Regions from separate parts of the Mus musculus genome. Here region 1 is linked to region 2. The links are chromatin contacts, called in public HiChIP or PLAC-seq maps. All regions are on one chromosome and are shown on one strand. Each heading gives the region's core, a stretch centred on a gene start, on an enhancer-like site or on the middle of the called end of the contact. The rest is flanking DNA. Distances are from core to core; before and after follow the strand shown.

Region 1 (6,395 bases), core at 1,536-4,035, 330 kb before region 2:
CAAAGAAGAAAGAAGTCTCCTTCCCCAACCCTTACTGTGTTCAATACCTTCTTTAACCCCCACCCCCAATCCCTCTTTACCACTTGCTTCTAACCCTCCAGGCACCACAGCCATCCCTATTACCACACCTTGTGGATGCTTTTATCCATAAAGCTTATGAAGCTCTGCTATGCTGCCTAGCTTATTTCTTGGGTTTGTTGTGAATTGTGTCTCTCTCCGCCATCATATAAGTTTATGTGTGCAGAGATTTTGTTTGTTTTGTTTAGAAATGAATCTATATTTCAACAGACCATATAGCAGATAGCAGATAAGGAATCAAAATTGATTAATTACATCAATGGATGTTTTAGTATTCACATAAGGCACATCTTGAATGTTTTTTCTTGGTGTTTTCTCTATCTGTAAGGTCAAATCGTTGCTGGGTTTTAAGTTAAACATTGTCGTCTCTTCTCTCTTTGTTTGCCTCCTGATTTCCATGTCACCTTCCCCATTATTTGGGCCTTTTCATTTAAACAAGCTTATTTCCTGGCCCATTGTAATGATGCTCTTCCCAGTGCTCCATATCTCCCAGTTTTACTATTCACTTCTCTTTTTTGGGGGCTGGGGGGTTCTAAGCAAACCCATTTCATTCATAATTTTAGTTGGTACAGATGTGCTAAGAATCTTAATGTTGTAAATGTTTCTAGAGCAAAGTTACTATCCAAACATACTGCCATACTGTTCTGATTATCTTTATAAATATGCTTCTATGCCCTCTTGAAGACTGCTGAGTTGCAAAGCCATACACACTCAGCCAGCCCTGTCCTTAGACAGAACCAGACCCTACAGTAAGAATAATAGTCATTTAATCACATAGTACCAAAGAATTCTTACTTCAGACAAGGATGCTTGAAGGTCAACAACATGGATGAGTTATAATTGACCTGTTATTCCAGTAAGTATCCAAATATAAGCCTCCTCTTTTCCAGACTTAAACCACATTACTTAAAGGGGATTCCAAGAGCCTTTCTTCACTCTACCTCTACTCAAAAGAGAGGACTAGAGAACAATAGTAAACTGTTATTGGTGCCTTGTACATCCCAGTCATCATGCTGATCTTTCATACACCTTATCTTACTCCTATAAAAATGCACTCTCTAGTGCTGGCATTTTATAGATGCAGAACACACAAGACTTCTAAGCTTCAGAAAATTATCCAAGGCTGAGGAGATATAATGTAGTCAAACTAGATCTTGCCTCAAAAGTGTAAGGACTTAAGTTTGATCCCAAGAACTCAAATAAGATGCCAAATGCAGTAACACACTAGAAAGGCAGCAACAAGAGAATTTCTGAAGGTCACTAGACAGCCAATTTAGCTAACAGATAAGCTTCAGGACTATGAGAGACTCTGTCTCACAGAAGGTAGTGTTCCTGAGGCTGACCTAGCCTACACACACACACGCACACACACACACACACACACACACACACACACACACACACACACAGAGCTAGAAGTAAAACAGGATTATAAACTTAGCCACACCTCCAACCACTGAAGGTGTAATTCCCTCACGAACATTCCTTCCCCTCTCAGCTTTCCACACCTTCTCATGCATCCCCCCAGTGCAAAGTTTTAAATGAGCAGGAAATAAAATTGGAGACAGAAGAGGTAACTGAATGAGGCAGTCACCCACACACTCATCTTAGGGAATGCCAGGAGGCTACACAAGATTGGAGGCGAACAGACCCATGACTGCGCTGTGGCAGAAGAAAGCTGGTGTGAGTTTTTGGTGGTGATGATAATAATATAGTTTGTTTTTCCCAGGAGGTGGAGAACTGTGGTCTATTTGGGTTGTGAAAGACACTCTTCACAGTGAGAATCCTCTGCTGAAGTCATCATGGGATTGGAATGCTGTTCCACAAGGACATGTATATTGAAGTGAATGAAACAGACAGGGATGACACTGGTTGCCAAGTGTAGCCTATAAACTGAAAACACCCTCCAGGATCTGCAGCGTCCCAAGGAACTTCCTCTTCAGAAGTCGTTACTACAAGAAAAGGGCAAACCAACACGTTTATCCAGGAGGAAAAATACATCTTCTACTTGGCTGTGATCCAGGCTTCTTGCCTTATTCTTTCTTGCTATTTTGTGGCATAGAGTACTTTGTCATCTCTCACTAAAGTCACCTCTCATAGCTTTTGCAGTAGTAGAGGGTAAGGCAAGAATGATGGGTGCAAAGTACTATACATTTTTTGAAAGATTTTCTAGAGTGGATGAAAAGGGTGAACCCACTACAATATTTAGAATATTCTTAATGTGTAACTTTCTCCCAGAGTATGCAGCTCTCATTCACTTTAACAATCTCTGATTTACAAACTTGGTAAGTACGAATTGGTGAAATAAATGAGAATTTGGATAATAGCTGCAATTATGAGGTTTGGAAAACAGAATAGACACTAAGAAATAGGGTCAGCCTGGAGCACAGAGGAAGAAAACTGGCAACTTTGTCTACTGAGCAGGTCACTTGAATGCACTAAGGCTCAGTCTTACATCTGCAAACCAGGAAGGCTGACTTCTCAGAGCACATGCAACTTTCAGTGTAATTAATTATGTTTCTGAGAGTGTTTTACGAAGTGAAAATGAAAGTATGAAGTATCACAGTCGTCTCTGCCTTTGCACTTTCCAGAAGTACAGAGCACTGCAAGGATACAATGAGCTATACCATCACATAATCCCAGAGTCAAGGAGACCTGTACTCCATGCTGCATTATGGAAATGTGAACCTTGTGTAGAAAGTTCAAGTTTCAGGAAGAGTAGATGAGGCTAGACTAGGCAGAGTCAGAGGAAGTGAGAGGAGGTTCTCTGAAGGGAATGAAGGACTGATTGAAAAGTGGAGTGGAGGGAAGGGAGGAGAGAGTAGGGAGAATTCTAGTTGGTAGCAGAACAGTCTAAGCAACAGTCAGCTTCTTTATGTAAATTGTGCCCTAAGCATTGGTGGGGAGGGGGGAGTACTGTTTATTCTCACTTCCATCTAGCTCCTTTTGAAATCTTCAGTTGCTGCCCAGTGGACTCTTGTATGCTTCTCTTGCTTACTGATGATTTCAGATGGGGATGAAGAAACTAGGACAGTGGTAGTCCAGGAGTAAAAACTCTCAGGAGACAGCAATATGGACCAAATGGTAGAACAATAAGAGGGAAGGTGTGGAAAGGGGCACTTTGTTTGGTTTCAGACAGCCTTTTCCTGCAGATGCAAGAGAGTGTTATCTTTTATAGTTGGGGTTTTTGAAAGGACTAGGTGGCTGGCCTAAAGTTCACTGTGGCTTTTAGTGATGAATAATCCAGTCTCAATACACGCCTCTCAAATATCAGTATCTACCCACCCAACTCATGGGTTTCTTTATGGTCACTATAACCAATTTTTTAAATTATAATTTCAAAACACAGAAGATGCTTAAGGGTGAAACAATTCATTCAGATGATCCAGATAATAGGGCGCAGAGCCAAAACTCACATAAACACAATGCTCTTTTCACACTTTGCCATGTAATACTTATGTTATTAATCAGGACATTTGGCTTTTTACTTTCATTGTGGCTGTTTCAGAAGCCAGCATAGCCATCTTTGCCCAGTTACCCTGCACCTGGTTGAATTACCCTCTCATTCTGTCATTTTCTGTTCTTCCCTTTGTTTGAATTTGCTTGTAGCTTGCCCTCTTTCCTACCAGTACCCAGGTATGTGCTTTGAAATGACCCTTACTTTCTTTATTTCTTTAAGAAAACTCTCAGGACTTGAATGAGAAATCCAAGTGGTCTCAAACAGGAGATGCTGAGTGGGTAGACTTAGGTGATCTTTGTAGACTGATCATTTTACAGTCCAGTGTGTGCTAAACAAGCACTCCACCACTGAAGCCCCAAGTAGTTCAGTCCCCAAAATAGTCTTTTTTAAAATGTGATTTCACAGTTTTTTCTAAAGGAAGGTGCATATCCAGTGCATACCTACCATCTCACTGTGTGATAGCACCATCCAGCTCTTACAAGGAAAACTAGCCATTTGTTGAGAACTCCTACAAATTTCTCAATCTGAGCACAGCCTATGACTCACAAACAGAACTCTATGCAGTTGCAGGATGTTCATCTGAAACACTGACAACAGCAGAAATGGCTCCTGAAACTGAAAACTATCACTGGCAACTGTTGTCTTTATGAACAAAAATCAAATCACCACACCCCTCTCCTGTTTGAAGTGAGGCATACCATTCCTCGTCCTTCCTTTAAAAAACAGAAGGCAGAATGTGAAAGATCACATTTAGAGTCCTCCACTGCCTGATTTTAGTGAATAGTTGTGTCCCCCAGCTATGCAGAGTAGTGGAAATGCCACAGTGCCTGTATACAAATGATGAGAAAGCACAGTGAATCTGACCAGGGTTGTCATAAAGGCTCAGCACATATCTGAGAGCTGAGCCTGAGAAGATAGCAGAGCTGAGAGCAGCGGAGTAGACATTCAAGATCAGAAAACAGGGTATGCTTGGTGCTGGTGAATGAAAATAGCAAGATGTCACTGTATGGAAGGGATGTCAATAATCTCATGCCTCATGCCTAAAATCTAAGGTCAGTGGGCATGAGTTCTGGGTAACTTCCTCCAATTCACTCCCTTGATGTTCCAGATCACAAGAGTATTGCAAACCATGGGAAGTGCATCAGCCTGAGAGGGTAGGTAGGTCTTTGGGATTTTAAGTGAAACAATTTCTGCATTTTGGAAAGATTCACCTGCTGCATTTGAGAGAGGGGGGAGAGAGAGAGAGAGAGAGAGAGAGAGAGAGAGAGAGAGAGAGAGAGAGAGAGAGAGAGCAGGAACAGTGTTATAGAACAGGTAAATCCATTGTGGGAATCTGGGGCCACTATAATAATATGTCTGCCTCCAGAATTATGTTTTATATGCAAATTGTATTTGAATTTTTGTCTCAAAACGCTATCTAGCTTTCTCTTACATATAAAGCAAGCTATAGAGCACCAAGCACAATGCTCAAGGCTCTTGTTAGTCTGAACACATTCTAGCATTCTTCCTCTTGTGCTAATTCCCTTCATATGCTGTGTCTTCCATTAGTAAGGAATTCCCCCGAAATGACATAGATGTGTGCCCCTCTGTGCTTATGTAGACTGCTTCCCTCTTGGTTTTTTGTTATTCCTACCACAGTGCTATTTTTACCCTCCAGCCACGCAGTGAACTACCTCAAGAAGTTGTTCATCCATATGCATGCTGCACACCATAAGCACTTGGCAGATGTTGTAGAGGAAACTGGACTGATAGCAGTATTTGTATTTGTCATTTAGTATTTTTCCCCCTGAGACAGGGTTTCTCTGTGAAGTTTTGACTGTCCCGGAACTTGCTCTGTAGACCAGAATGGCATGGAACTCACAGACATCTCCCTACCTTTGCCTTCTGAATGTGAGGATTAAAGGCATGCACAACCACTACCCGGCAGTATTTTCAAACTTCAAACACCATAAGTAAAATAATCTATTTAATTACATAGCAACATAAAACACTGTACAGAAAATTATTTAACATTCAAAAAGCAAAAGGGTATACAAAAGAATTATGACGAGATAATTTCCTAAAGACAGCCAGCGACTTCTAATGAATTTTCAGCTAGGATCTTAAAAGAAAGGGACAAAAGAAATGTATTTATTTGTTCTGGTTTCACTCACATGATTGGTAAAGATGAAAGAGTTTTAAAGTTGGGACTGAAGATGCCAGGAAAAGACACAGTCTTTATTGTTAAAATTAAATTGTTGTGCTTCTTTTCAGAAGGTAATTGAGTTATCAGTATCTACAAAATTTGGAATACAGAAATCTTTAATGTAAAAATTCAAATCTTAGAAATTATCTTACAAGTAAAATATAACAAGCCCCAAAATGATTGCTACCACCTGTTTCAAATTATTCCAAACTATGCCTGTTAAAAGCAAAAAGCAAACTACAATGGAGCATATATACTATGATGTTCCTTTAGTGCAAAGAAAATATACTGATAATGCTGATTGCGAATAAGAAATCTTGAAAAATCTTGACATTAGCTATTTCTAGAAAGATCTATTGCATTGAGTTGTCAGTCCTTTGACATTGTTTGAATATGTACATTTCTCAATTCTAAAAACTATAGCCAACCCCAAACACAAACATTTGGTCATTTGTCATATACTAGAAAAATATTAAACATTTATGGCTTCCAGGATTTTGCAAACATGGTAGTTTCTCAAAAGAATTCTTATATAAGACAGACATAGAACATCATCCTTCCTGCTCCACTGAGAACCTGTAATATGCTGCTGCTATAGCAAATGAATAGGGATGTGATAAAATCACACACGCACACACACGCTTACACATACATATGCATACATATTGCTTT
Region 2 (6,372 bases), core at 2,095-4,594:
AGCTGTGGCTAGCCCTCTGCCCCAAATGGAATCAACATTTGCTTGTAAAATGGAGTACTTTTGGACAAGCCACAGCCTGAGCACAGTTTTATACAATAAGTTAGTGACTTGGAGTAGATCACAGCCTGAGCTTAACAGTGTCAATTTTGTGTCCCATGATATGAGTTCAGCTTGTCACCCAGAGCAGGTCTCTTTCTGCTAGAGAAAGCAAGGGACAAACAACTGTAAAACTTCCTTTATGGATTCTGTAAATCATCTCTAGCACAATTATTGGGTGATCGCCCCTAATCCATATTTGTATTTGCTAGACTGTGTACTTCCCAGCTGTGTTACCCACACTGCTGTGTGAAATCTTGCCCAGGCTACTTCTGCTCTGGCAGTGTGCCCTGGGGGAGCATTTCATTCCGGCATGTGCTCCTGGTCTATCATATCTAATAGAGACCTCCTGTTCTCTCCATCTTCCTCCCCCTTCAGTCCCCTTTCTTCTCCTCATAGTCCCTACCTGGGACCCCTGAGCCTGATAACTGAAATTCTGCCTCTTCTATTCTCCGCAGCAGTTGGCTATAGAGACCTTTATTTAACCAATAGTTTAAAATTGGAGAGCAAGGTTTAATAGAGATTCACTTGGTATACTTGACAATCTGCTCATTGTGGGCAACCAGATCTCAGGGACCAGTATTTAGCATTTGAATGCATAGCAGCACCAGACCAATCCTCAACAAAGAGTTCTTAAGGGTATGAATTGTGTAGCTCTTATTAAATGTTCATGTAAAGTCTTCCGGTCTAAGGTATCTAGAATGTACATGCAGGGTTTGGTGATGCTGGCTGGGTGTTGTCTCTTACACAGAAAGGAGAAATTAGTGGATGTGTGAACTTGTGAGAGGAAATGGTTCTAAGAGCTCTGGATAGAAGGCACATTCAAGATTATGTGTGCAAGCCAGAAGTAGTGGTGACACTTTTAATCCCAGCACTCTGGAGGCAGACACAGGCCGATTTCTGCATCTGAAGTCAGCCTAGTTTACAGAGCAAGTTCCAGGCCAGCCAAGAGAGATCTTATCTTCACCATTCACCCTCTCCCCTCCCCCCAAATTATGATATGTTCTGTTCTTGAATTTGAAATACACTGGTCACGTGATTGTTAAAAGCTGAGCTGAGTTTAGTGCAGTGGGGCACATAGACCCTTCCAGTCAAGAGAGAACTTTCACAAAGGCCAAGCAGAACTGAAAGCAGTAATCTTTGGGGCTAGAGGGCCAGACAGAGGTAGCCCAGAGAAGGCTTTTTGACGAACCAACAAGGCACTTTGAGAGAGGACTCAAGAGTGATGCTGTGGATTTTCTCAGTCAAAGATAGAGCAGCTATTATTTTTATTATTTTAATTATGTGTAAGTATGTGTGTGTGTGTCTGTGCTTGGGTATTTGTGTTGTGGTAAATATTATTTGGGAGTTTCTACCTCATTTAGGTCATATAGTTCCCAAATAAAAGACACAATAATAATAACGAGCCTTAAAAGTACTAGATCTGGGCAGATAGCAATCCCCTATATTATTTTGTCTACCTGTCAATAACCCTGAGATATGGCTTGCCACGTTCTCCAGGGGCCTCTCTGCTCCAGCTGCTGGCTGTGGTCACGGGCATGCACTCATGATCCACCTCCCCATGGTATCTTCTTCCTCCCCTCTTCTCCTTGTCCCTGGCCCAGCCCCAAGCCTGGGAACCTTTACTCCACCCCCTCTCTTCTAGCCAGCCCAAGCTGTATCTTTATTAACCAATCAGGGATGACTTAGAAGCAGGGTGAGAGGGGCAAAGTATATATAACAAAAGCTAGTATATATGCTCTACACTGGAGCAACCAGGTCTTGGGGTACTGAATTTATCATTTGAATATAAGCAGTATCAGATCAACCTCCCACATATTTGCAACTGAATACCTGTGGAGTCCAGAGGCACTGAATTCTCTGGAGCTGGAGTTAAGAGGTGTTTGTAAGCTACCTGACACAGGTGCTAGGAACCAAACTCAGGTCCTCTGGAAGAGAGAGGAGAACCTAGTCACTGAGCCATCTCTCTAGCCCTGAAAAGACTGTTCTTGTTTGTTTGTTTGTTTGTTTATGCTGGGGTTTGAAGGCAGGTCTCCCTCCTGCTGAGTCAATGTAGTACAAACCCATACAGCTGGAAAGTTTTAATGCAGTGGTGCTGCTAAGGAGCTGGAAGATGGGTAGGGAACAGCCCCCATAGTTAGGAGGCATGGTAGAAACAGATGGCAGAGTTGAGAGTGACCAAACGATCAGTGTGAACCCAGTGGAGAAAGATGGTTTGTCAGTTGTTTACCAATTAATTATACTGGTAAAATACCAGCAAAAGTGAAAAACCAAGAATTTGGGACTGACAGAGATGGTTCAATGGGTATAGTATTTGATGAGTAAGCATGAAGACCCAATTTGCTCCTTAGCACCCACGTAAAAGCCAGGCTATGACAGTGCTGGCAAGCAGGGAAAGGAGGTCCCAGGTACTCACTGGCTAGCAAGTCATCGTCAGCAAACTCCAGGCTTGCTAAGAGACCTGTGTCAAAAAACGAAGCTGGATGGAATGGGAGAAGATAGCTGTGGCTTGATGTCGGCCTGCACCTTTGCAAACAGGGGTGCACACTTATGCATACACATCCGTGTCCTCCGCCTCCTCGTTCGCACTCACTTACACTTACACATCCGTGCCCCCCACCTCCTCGTGCACACTTACTTACGCATACATATCTGTGTCCCCTACCTCCTCACCTAGAATTTGTTTTGGTCAATCAAGTTGTCTTAGTTACGGTTTCTATTCCTATGAAGAGACAGCATGGCTATGGAAACCCTATAAAGGAAAACATTTACTTGGGATTGGCTTACAGCTCAGAGGTTTTAGTCTATTATCAGGGAGAGAAGCATGGTGGCATGTAGGCAGACACAGTGCTGGAGAAGGAGCTGAGAGTTCTGTATCTTGATCTGTAGGCAACAGAAAGAGACTGTGACACACTGGCCAGACTTGAACTTCTGAGACCTCAAGGTCCACCCCTATAGTGACACACTTCCTCAAACAAGGCCACATCTCCTAATAGTGCCTCTCCTTATGAGGCTTTGGGGGCCTATTTTATTCAAGCCACGTAACTGGTATGGTATTGGTTTTCTGTTGCTGTGTAACGATGATTTCAAACTCCGCAGGTTAAATCATCTGTCTCCATTTAAGGACCAGGCCTGATTTCCTAAAAGGCCGTAAGGCACCAGCTTCAGGATCAGACCATAACACCCAGAACAAGATCATAAAATGCCTCCTCAAAGAACAGCCTGGGGATAACCACAAAAATGGGGAACTATCTCAGAATGCGCCATCTGTGCTGGGCAGCCCTATTTCATCACATGGTTGAACATTCATGACATAGGAATGCAGACTACCGATCACCCGTGACCTCCTAGCATCTACCAATGACATTTTCAATTACCTAATCCTTCTAGAGAGTCCTCCCCTGCCCCCATTCCCTATAAGAAGGCCTGTGTGCCTTTGTCTGGGGTCACCATTTCAGAGAATGGCTGACCCCCGCATGCTGGTTGTTTCTGCAGGATAAACACTATTTGTTTTTGCCTACTTGGTCTTCCTTCAGTGATAGGACCCTTACATAAGTTTGAGTCCAGTCCAGAACACCTACATAGTGAAATGTTGTCTCAAAATAACAACAAGGAGCCCTGAAGAAACCATAAGAGCAAAAGAACAACAAGAAATCTTGAAAGCTTTTTGAAAAAGTTCAGTTCTGGAGAGATGAACGACGACTGTGCCAAACTCGTTTACTTTTTCTCCAAGGTGAGAGCATGGGGCCACTCCAAGAAAGAACATATTTTCTAGTATTGGTATCCATGTTTGTGCAGTGAGGTACAGAGACCAACAGTCTGCCACAAGGGCTGCAGTACTGGACTAGAACTCGGAGGAACCTCTTCAACTCCTTTGGCTGTCTTAGGTAGGCGCTCAAGGTTGAACAAGATGTCCACAGGACAATTCAGATGTACTGGCTCTAGAGAGATGGGGCAGACATCAATCATACTCCATTTAACCATGAAGATGTATCCAGTCCCTTAAAAAGAGCTGATAGTGCCATATGTACCATAGTATAAGGCAGATTCTTAGGAGCTGTTCACATTGTAAACAGATGTGCTTCCATGGTCTCAATGGTCACAAAACAAAAACAAAATGTCCATACACTGATATACCGACTGGATATTATATGCTTGGCCAGTCTTCCTCAGAGAATCATTTGGCTTTCAAAATTGCCTTATATATGTTGAATATCTTCAGATATATGCATCCATTTCACTTTAAATATTTCTTTAGGGTAGACTTTCTGGAGTTAGACACAAGGTGAGTGATTCAGACAAGATCAAGGGCAAAGGCCAAGTAGACAGGATTATGTAGATCAAGTCAGTGACCAAAGGAGCAATAGAAATTGACGGGGGGGAACTCAACTCAAACCACGCACCAGAAGCGCAGGGTATTGCTCAGCTGCCTGGGCTTCAGGCCAGTGCTGGAGGCGAGCTGTCCACAGGTCTCCATTCTATTTGTTTACTGCTTTGCTTAACAAATGACACAGGATGAACTGATAACAGGATAGCCCATGACCAAAGAAAACTGTTTCTACTTCAACAGGCCAGTCCTGGAGGTGACAATTCTTACACTGTTCATCGTGAGTTACAAACTGACATTTGAAGGTTGTTTTCATTGGAATTGTGAACCATGAATGCTTGATAAGCCTATGCATTTAATATATATTAATTTTGGGAGAAGAAAAGATTTCTTTTTGCATACTAGCATTTCTTTGTAAAAGTGACTAAGTATTTCAGTGTATTTATTAGAAACACAATGTAAAGAAAATCACTGGAAAGAGATGCCCATTGGACAGGCAAACTTTATATGCCCCAGTACAGGGGAACGCCAGGGCCAAAAAATGGGAATGGGTGGGTAGGGGAGTGGGGGGGGGGAGGGTGTGGGGGACTTTTGGGATAGCATTGGAAATGTAATTGAGGAAAATACGTAATAAAAAAAAGAAAATCAATTTAAATGAAGAGAACAGAATAGAATTAATCAATTCTGTAGCCCTTGCTGTGAGGGCTAGGGAGAAGCAGGGCTGTCAGGGGCTGAGTATTCCACTAGTTCTGATGTATCAAGCTCCAAAGATGCCCGGAGAGACCTGAATGGATTAAGTAAATGCCAGCCCAAGCCCTAAAGGAGATAGTTTCAACAGTTTAACACAACCTTTAGCAACACACTTGCTATTTTACACATCAGGCATACTGTTCTTTGTCAGGGAAAGTGAAGAATCATGGGTTTACTCGATTGGGACAGGTAACGTGAAATAAATTGAGGGTGTCACAAACCTACTTTAGGATTTCTCAAACTCTTGACATACTATCAAGGACTGGCTTCCATGTTCTCATGTGGAAGGACAACTTAAATTTCCTTGTCTATGCTATAGAAGGTGAGCTTAATGTTTTACTTCTGATCTACAGCCCAGTGGCACTCTTACCTAAGAATGGAATTTCAATTCCCATCACTTTACACTCAGTGCAGTGGTTCTCAACAAGGGGTCCCATATCAAATATCCTGCATATAAGATATTTTACATTATGATTAATAACAGGAGCAAAATAGAGTTATGAAGTAGCAACAAAATACTTTATGGTTGGAGGTCGCCATAACATGAGGAAATCTATTAAAGGGTTACAGTATTAGGAAGGTTGAGAACCACTGCTGTAGTGTAATGTAGCAAAGGCTGTCCTGTGCCAAAAAGTGTTTTTGTTATTACATTATTATTACATTATTCATTTTGTTCTCCAGATGTCTGTATGGGAGCCATTAGCAAGGAGCACATGAGTAACTAAATGGCCGGTGATACAAATTAGATGTAGTGTCAGTTTCAGAGAACAGAATAAAATTAATCAATTCTGCAGCAGATACCCAAGAGAGTAGCCAGGGTGGGGTTGCATGCACTTGGGAATCCCAGAGAGGAACATCGTAAGTTCTAGTCGAGCCTGGAGTATAGAGTGAGACTGTTGAAAAGAGGAAAGTCACCCTGGGCTTCACCCTTTAACTCTGAGCTCAGCTCTATGGTTCAGAATGTGGTCTGTCCTGTAGAGTATGTCTTATGTTCCTTTATTTGTTTGTTTTGGTTTTGGTTGGTTAGTTAGTTTTTGCTTTTGTTTGTGTTTTGTTTTGTTTGTGTGTTTTTTGACACTGGGTCTCTTTGTAGCCCTGCTTGGCCTTGAACTTACTATATAGGGATTAAAGTCATGACTCTTCATTCCAGGTTTGGAGGCAGAAGCAAGTGGATCTCTTTGAGTTCAAGGTTAGTCTGG

What was found. HiChIP or PLAC-seq counts read pairs in DNA pulled down with a chosen protein or histone mark.
Region 1: a contact with region 2 is called in an H3K27ac HiChIP or PLAC-seq map of large pre-B cells, with 4 times the contacts expected there. The contact joins two enhancer-like sites. A contact is called at or near these places in 5 of 39 promoter capture datasets (the HPC-7 cell line, cranial neural crest, maxillary cranial neural crest and 2 more), 1 of 15 datasets of contacts at CTCF or cohesin (stem cell-derived epiblast-like cells), 3 of 484 Hi-C or Micro-C datasets (the Ba/F3 cell line, myeloid progenitors and nephron progenitors), 2 of 115 datasets of contacts at active chromatin or transcription factors (bone marrow-derived macrophages and large pre-B cells) and 2 of 9 other capture datasets (adipose tissue and liver).

The regions. Positions count from the first base shown.
Region 1 is chr4:3,950,476-3,956,870 of GRCm38.p6, reverse strand. It overlaps a transcript of Chchd7 not described here. Among named protein-coding and RNA genes, the nearest start is that of Chchd7, 15 kb to the right of the region's middle. Within about 2 kb of position 2,785, at least 78 of the 459 cell types and tissues checked have an H3K27ac peak or open chromatin away from gene starts, as enhancers often do. A contact at or near this core is called in the Ba/F3 cell line, the HPC-7 cell line, bone marrow-derived macrophages and 1 more, where this site is marked.
Region 2 is chr4:3,623,868-3,630,239 of GRCm38.p6, reverse strand. No RefSeq gene overlaps it. Among named protein-coding and RNA genes, the nearest start is that of 2210414B05Rik, 29 kb to the left of the region's middle. Within about 2 kb of position 3,344, at least 100 of the 459 cell types and tissues checked have an H3K27ac peak or open chromatin away from gene starts, as enhancers often do. A contact at or near this core is called in the Ba/F3 cell line, the HPC-7 cell line, bone marrow-derived macrophages and 1 more, where this site is marked.